Linked DNA regions of Sus scrofa: region 1 is linked to region 2. The links are chromatin contacts, called in public HiChIP or PLAC-seq maps. All regions are on one chromosome and are shown on one strand. The core of a region is the stretch at or near the end of the contact, and the rest is flanking DNA. Distances in the headings are between cores, read along the strand shown.

Region 1 (3,824 bases), core at 1,227-3,726, 170 kb before region 2:
AGATTATCTAACTGTGCCCCTAACTGTCTACAAGCAAACTAACCTCATTGGTCAACTCTCAGATTTACATCATTGAGTTAGAAAGGACCTAATGGAGAGGATTTCACAACTCAGGGTTTAATTCCCTTGGCAGGGCCCATCGTGGCGCAGTGGTTAACGAATCCGACTAGGAACCATGAGGTTGTGGGTTCAATCCCTGGCCTCACTCAGTGGGTTAAGGATCCCCGGCATTGCCGTGAGCTGTAGTGTAGGTCGAAGGCTGTGTTGCTGTGGCTGTGGCGTAGGCTGGTGGCTACAGTTCCAATTAGACCCCTGGCCTGGGAACCTCCATATGCCGTGGGAGCGGCCCTAGAAAAGGCAAAAAGAAAAAAAAAGAACCTAGAGTCTCTGGCCAAAGTTGTTCTTTATAATAGGATAGCCCTTATCTTTTTTTTTTTTTTTTTTTCCATTTTTGGCCACCCTGCAGCATATATGGAGTTCCCGGGCAGGGATCAGATCCGAGCTGCAGTCATGACCTAAGCTGCAACTGTAGCAATACTAGATCCTTAACCCACTGTGCAGGGCCAGAGATGGAACCTGTGACCCAGCACTCCCAAGATGCAGCCGATCCTGTTGTGCCATAGCAGGAACTCCAACCTTGGTTATCTTTTAGCTGAGCAAGGAGTGTCTGTGCTGTGACCAACACCACCTGCTGCGCCTGGATTAACTCTTCTGGGGAAGTTGAAACTCAGTTTCATAATAACCCATATGAGCAAAAAGTTTTTTAAAAAAATTGCTATAAGTATGTGTATAACTGATTACTTTGCTACACACCTGAAACTAACACAGCATTGTAAGTCAACTATACTCCAATGAAATAAACAATTTTCAAAAAAGAAGAAAAGAACCTCAATTATGTAAAAGCACTGAGCAAGCCAGTTTGCTTAAGTTGACTCCTAGCAAAAAAAAAAAAAAAAAAAAAAAAAAAAGGGCGGGGGGAGTTCCTGTTGTGGCTCAGTGGAACAAACAGGACTAGTATCCATAAGGATGCGGATTCAATCCCTGGCCTGGCTCAGTGGGTTAAGGATCTGTGGGTTAAGGATCTGGCGTTGCTGTGGCTGTGGTGCAGGCCAGCAGCTGCAGCTCTGATTTGACTCCTAGCCTGGGAATTTCCATATGCTAGAGGTGTGGCCCTAAAAAGCCAAAAAAAAAAAAAAAAAAAAAAAAAAAAAGTGACTCCTTCAATGGGATACTCTTTGATATATTTTAATTTTGACTGGTTTGAGTGCTGAGGACCACAGCTCCAAAGCGCACTCCAAACACTGCAAATTATCCTGTTTATTTTAATCATAATAATCTCCCTGGTGCACCATATTCTCTCAAGAGCTTTAAATGTATATTCACAGCCGCTAACCACCAAGCAGAATATCTCCCTAAAACATCAGAAAAGGAACAAGAGAATGACCAACTTAAAGATGGTGAACCTGAAGCCAGTCAGGACCTGTGAATATCACAGAGGTTAAGCAAAAATATAAAAACCTATGAACACCATGCAAAGGAACAACAAAAACTACAATAACCTCAAACACAGCAGTGGGTAATGGCTCTCACACCTGAAGTGTTTTTTTATTTGTTGGTTTGGTTGGGCCACCCTCGCCCCCATGTGGAAGTTTCTGGGCCAGAGATCAAACAGGCGCCACAGCAACAACCCTAGCTGCTGCAGAGACAAATCCTTAACCCACTGAGCCACAAGGGAACTCCTCAAGCCTTTTTTTTAAATTTTATTTCTTTTTTTTTTTATCTTTCCAAGCCTTAAGTTTTGATTACACCTCTCAGTCAAGCTGAGAGTCCAATCAAAAGAGGGGCACTGTTTAAAAAAAAAAAACCACAGGCCCAAAACGGAGTCACTTGGACTAGGGCCAAGCCACCAAAGCAGGGCCTAATACCTAACTTAATTGAAGCTTCAACCTCCTCCAAAAAAATGTAGTTTTAAGAGTTCACTCAGTATTTTTCTGATCAGCACCAAACGCATTAGTCTGTTACAGAGTGCCTCTCCCGTCTCCATCCCCCAAAAAGAAGACGAGGTAACCATCACCTAATAAGACCCTTTTTTCCCCAAAAAGGAAGTGACTTAATCTAAAATAATCCTTTTTTCTTATGACTTCCTTGCCCTGCCTTCAAAAAACTTTCCATTTCCGTAGCCCTTAAGAGCCCCTTCCCCCCCTTGCTAGATGGGATACTGCCCAATCCATGAATCGTTTGATAAAGCCAATTAGAAACTTAAAATTTACAGCTGTTTTTCGTTTTTTTAACACCATGACAACTAGGATCCTCACCTCAGCACTTTGTTAGGCCTCCGTGGGTCCGACATACTGTTAGCGGACATAGCGAGTCAGAAGTCGCGCCTCTTCCGCTGCGGGTGTCGCAGCTTCTGGCAGCTTCCGATGTGGAAACGGAGGAAGGCTTTTGGAGTAACGCCCTCAGCCCTCGTGCTTCCGTTCCTAACGGCGGGGGCCGGAACTCTCCCAGCTAGGGGAAAGAATTGGAAGCCAAAAGTATTCCTAGAAAACAGGAAATGGGAAAAGAAAGTGAAAACTGGAAACAGGCTTCAGTATTCCCAATATTATCTCCAAAAAGCTGAAACTATTGAATCCGGAAGTGATAAATAGGAAGTAGACCATAGAGGACAATAATAAGGTTACACCCAGAGCAAGGAAAGCTTCGGTGGCGAGGAAGGGAGCCGAGTGCGATGGCTTTCCCTGAGCCAAAGCCACGTGGCCCGGAGCTGCCACAGAAACGGTTGAAGACATTGGACTGCGGGCAGGGGGCTGTGCGAGCCGTGCGATTTAATGGTGAGCGCCCTTATCTCATTCCGGGTCCTCCTCCCTCCTCCTGAGATCGGAGACCCAGTAACCCCTGCCTGGTGTTCCCCAGTGGATGGCAATTACTGTCTGACTTGCGGCAGTGACAAGACCCTGAAACTGTGGAACCCGCTGCGGGGGACGCTACTGCGGACATACAGCGGCCACGGCTATGAGGTGCTGGACGCGGCCGGGTGAGCTGAGGGCCAGGCCAGAATATGGGCGCTGAGGCTGTGATCAGAGGTCGACGTTAACCTTCCCTCCTCTGCCCTCTAGCTCCTTTGACAACAGCAGTCTCTGTTCTGGCGGCGGGGACAAGGCCGTGGTGCTGTGGGATGTGGCATCAGGGCAGGTCGTGCGAAAATTTCGGGGCCATGCTGGGGTGAGTGCAAGCAAGAAGGTGGCCTAATTGGAGAGGATGGTCATTTGCATGAAGGTGGTGACAGGGACCACCATTTGCTCAGTTACAGCACAAGGATCCTCCCCTTCCCCAAGGGTCGTCTTACCAAGCCCTGTCCTTGTAGTTCCCCACAAACCTTTCACCTCCCCTACCCCTAGCTTTTTCCCTTGCCTTTATCCCCATCCTCCAAAGTCCAGCTTCTCTAAATAGCAGTTCCATTTCACAGAAGGTGAACACAGTGCAGTTTAATGAAGAGGCCACAGTTATCCTGTCTGGTGAGTGCGGGGCCTAGGCAGGTGGGCCCAGGGTGCTGCTTCTGTCCCCCAAACCTGATCCACCTTCATGCTGACCACACAGGCTCTATCGATTCCAGTGTGCGCTGCTGGGACTGCCGCTCTCGGAAACCTGAGCCAGTACAGACGCTGGATGAAGCCAGGGATGGCATATCCAGTGTGAAGGTGTCGGACCATGAAGTCCTGGCAGGGTGAGTGGGGCCAGGACCTTGCCCCTCCCCAGGTGCCAGGAGGGATCGTAGCTGCTTCTGTCCGAAAATTAAAATCTGCTCTCCTCGCTTTGCTTACAAG
Region 2 (3,648 bases), core at 989-3,488:
TGGGTTCGATCGCTGGCCTTGCTCAGTGGGTTAAGGATCTGGCGTAGCTGTGAGCTGTAGTATGGGTCACAGACTCGGTTTGGATCTGGCATTGCTGTGAGCTGTGGTATGGGTCACAGACTCAGCTTGGATCTGGCATTGCTGTGGCTCTGGTGTAGGCTGGCAGCTGTAGCTTCCATTAGATGCCTAGTCTGGGAACCTCCATATGCTGCGGGTGTGGCCCTAAAAAGACAAAAAAAAAAAAAAAAAAAAAAAAAAGAAAGAAAGAAAAGAAAAGAAAGAAAAGAAATTAGAGTGGTTTCCTGGACAGGAAAGCAGAGTTCCTCTTGGGGAGATAGCTCCTTGATTTGGGACAAGCTCTCAGGTGTGTTGGCTCTGAAGGGTGAAGAAAGAGGATGAGGGTCTAGAGAGAGGGGCAGGGCATCTGGTCAGGAGGTAAGGCCTCTGGGAGTGTGTAGCCAGTATAGATGAGGAACTTCCCTGGGTGTTAAGGCCTGAACCTCAATTTCAGTTCCTTGGTGTCTACGCCGTCATCACCCTCTACACTCTCTGTGCATCAGAGTATGCCAACACCCACAACAGCTCCAGGGCAGGGAGACTTGAGGAAAGGAAGGGATGAATGGAGGGAGGATATTGACTTCAGGTAGAGGGAGGTGTACAGAAGAATAAGAGCTAAGCAGAATCCCAGACATTTCAGGAGTTTCTGGCGTGACTCAGTGGAAACGAATCTGACTAGTATCCATGAGGACACAGGTTCCATCCCTGGCTTCGCTCAGTGTGTTAAGGATCTGGCGTTGCCGTGAGCTGTGGTGTAGGTTACAGATGCAGCTCATATCCTGCATTGCTGTGACTGTGGCTGTGTTGTAGGACAGCAGCTACAGCTCTGATTCAAACCCTAGCCTGGGAACCTCCATATGACATGGGTGCAGTCCTAAAAAGAAAATCCCAGACATTTCAGGGTGGTGATGGAGTCCCTTTTGAGTGAGGAGAAGGGTTAAAACCATTTTATTTGGATATTAATGGCAAGAAGGGCCCAGAAAGTGGGAGAGTCTAGATACACCCATGCCCCAGGAATTTTCAAGTTAGTGATCACATTCAGACACAATCTCATGGTTACTCCCATAATAGGCAGAGTACTTTATAACACACACAACTACCCAGATGGGAAGAAGTGTTCCTGGGTGGTCAGGGAGGGGCCTATCCTGAAAGCAGGAGGCCTAGATCCCAGTCCTGGTCTCTGCCCTGCACCTGACCCACTGTGACCTTGAGCAAGACCATTCTGCCTTCTGGGTCTGATTTTCCCAACTGGGAAATGGACAGGTCGTGGTAGATGTGTGACTTTCACATATAGTCAAGCATGATGCATCCAGATTCAAAAGCACATCACAGAAATGCTCATAAAAGCAGTCTAGGTGGGCATAGTTAACTCATTCAGGCATATACTCATGTCACACTCAAGCTCACAATCACATAATTGCACATAGACCAAATCACACTGATACATATAAGTATACACAATGGCACCAACATACACACAAAAATATTGCAAAAATCAAGTCGTATTCTCACAAAGAAAACAGGCACACCTAGAGAGAAGACCATCTAAACACAGTTACGCACTCAGTACCACACAGACATACCATCACATAGAATAACATTGCACAAGTTTCCACTTAGACAAGAAAACACATTCAGTCACACATATGTAGCCACAGTTACAAAGGCACACAACCACCCATAGTCAACAGCCCCACAGCATATCAGGCACATTCAGTCCCACTCACGTACAAGTACACAGTCACTCAGGCTCAATCAACCGCACAGAGTCGCATAGCACCGAGAATCACAAGAAGTCACATACAACCACTTGTGGCTGCACGTGCTTGGGACAGACTGGCAGACAGCTTGGGCTGAGATTGCCCACCGGAGTCCAACTCCTCTTCCCACACACAACACTAGGAAACCGCGAGGTCTAGTCTCCAGGGTTCCAGGACTCATTTTTCTTGTGCTTTGTTTTCCACGTTTAATTTCAGAATCCCTCTGCACACGCCTCTATAACTGACCAACCAAGAATGGACCAAGCCCCCTCCTAGGGCCAATCAGTGCAGAAATACAGCGGGCCAATCCGATTGGCTTACTCGCCTTCCGCCCTTTCTCAGTTCCGCTCCTTAAAGAAGACCAAGGTGCCTCCGCTAGGGCGCACCCGCTTCCACTGCAAGGCTGCCATTGCCCTTTTAAAAGGCAGAGCTGTGAAAGAGTAGAGTCCTAGGACGAACCAATGGCAAGCCCCATTCGGCCTCTGCCCAGCCTACCCCGGCCTTAGGTCTAAAGCCTTGCTGCGTTGCATTGTGGCTTGTCGTGAGCCGGGAGGCCTCAGCGCAGAGTTGGCGAGGGGGCAAGGGGTGCAAAGGGCCGGGGCAGCAGGTGGGAGCCTCTCAGACGCCTCCACTCCTTCAGTAGGCCGCTCGCTACCCCCATGTTCCTGAGAAGCGTCTACGCACGGCTACTGAGCCGCGGACCTTGCCTTCGAGTCCTTCGCTCATGGGGCTCGGCAGCGGCGCAAACCGGTCAGTGCTGGACGGGGGATGGGATGGAGAGGGAGAAACTTGATTCTCGGGGGCTTTCCTGGGGTGATTTTCCTGTCCTGTGTTTGCAGGGAAAGGCGGAAAGACCCAGGGCAGATCGGCCAAGTGTAAGGACCCCTTGTCGCGCTGTGCTTCTGCAGCCCTTGTCCAACTAACTGTCTGTCTGTCCCGGATGGGCTCTGTTCCAGAATCCGTGGACTTGCTGGGCGGGGAGGCAGGGCCGTGGCCAGGGCCAGAGGCGCTGAGGCAGTGAGTTTCCCTGAGAACGGCCACTTTTTCAGTCCTGTTTGCTGTCCACATTTGTTGGTAGCGAGATGGGGTGGAGGAGTGGAGCTGATGATTCTGAGGGAGGGGAGGGTGTGGTGGTCGGGTGGGCTGGGCTTAGAGTCCCACCCCCTCTAACCCTGCCCCAGCCTCACGGCCTGAGTTTGACTGGAGGGACCCACTAGTGCTGGAAGAGCAGCTCACAGCAGATGAGATCCTCATCCGGGACACCTTCCGCACCTACTGCCAGGAGCACCTCATGCCCCGCATCGTGCTGGCCAATCGCAACGAAGGTGAGCGGGCAGGCGGGTGAGCACCCTGGAGATCCCCCTGCCACAGGAATCCCACCCTCCACCATAGACACAAGCTCTGCCTGCTCTAGCTGGGCCTTTGGGGACCTTTGGCCCTGGGGCGGTGGGATTCAGTGGGCCCAGCCTGGGCCTGAAGTTGGGCATCTTGTCCCTTTGCAGTTTTTCACCGGGAGATCATCTCAGAGATGGGGGAGCTTGGTGTGCTGGGCCCCACCATCAAAGGTATGGACAGATTTCTCTCCACACTCTGCAGCCCTTCATGTGCCCTGGAAAGTTCCTTCCTTTCCTTGAGCCTGGCTTCCCAGTCTGTAAAGAGATGCTGCTATCCCTCTGTCTGAAAATGACTATGGGGATGAAATGAAGCCAGCTAGGGCCCTCCCTTTGGGTACCTCTATGTAGCTCTGTCTCTCGGGCCCCAGGACTCACTGGTCTTAGCTGGGTAGGGCTTTGTTACCCATTGCCCTATTTTCCCCCCCACCCCCACCAGG

What was found. HiChIP or PLAC-seq counts read pairs in DNA pulled down with a chosen protein or histone mark.
Region 1: an H3K27ac HiChIP or PLAC-seq map of alveolar macrophages shows a contact between it and region 2. The contact joins the promoter of WDR83 here to the promoter of GCDH in region 2. A contact is called at or near these places in 1 of 5 promoter capture datasets (liver) and 1 of 2 datasets of contacts at active chromatin or transcription factors (alveolar macrophages).

The regions. Positions count from the first base shown.
Region 1 is chr2:66,311,491-66,315,314 of Sscrofa11.1, reverse strand. It overlaps WDR83 (WD repeat domain-containing protein 83), which reads left to right and starts at 2,476. Exons shown (of 9, transcript XM_003123321.6): 1 at 2,476-2,831; 2 at 2,914-3,034; 3 at 3,117-3,222; 4 at 3,467-3,515; 5 at 3,598-3,724. The coding sequence starts at 2,729. WDR83OS (WD repeat domain 83 opposite strand) reads right to left here and starts at 2,395. Exons shown (of 4, transcript NM_001001645.1): 1 at 2,316-2,395. The coding sequence starts at 2,365. LOC100736972 (a long non-coding RNA gene) reads left to right here. Exons shown (of 6, transcript XR_002341622.1): 6 at 1-875.
Region 2 is chr2:66,137,553-66,141,200 of Sscrofa11.1, reverse strand. GCDH (glutaryl-CoA dehydrogenase, mitochondrial) reads left to right here and starts at 2,238. Exons shown (of 10, transcript XM_021083716.1): 1 at 2,238-2,567; 2 at 2,999-3,142; 3 at 3,320-3,382; 4 at 3,648. The coding sequence starts at 2,477.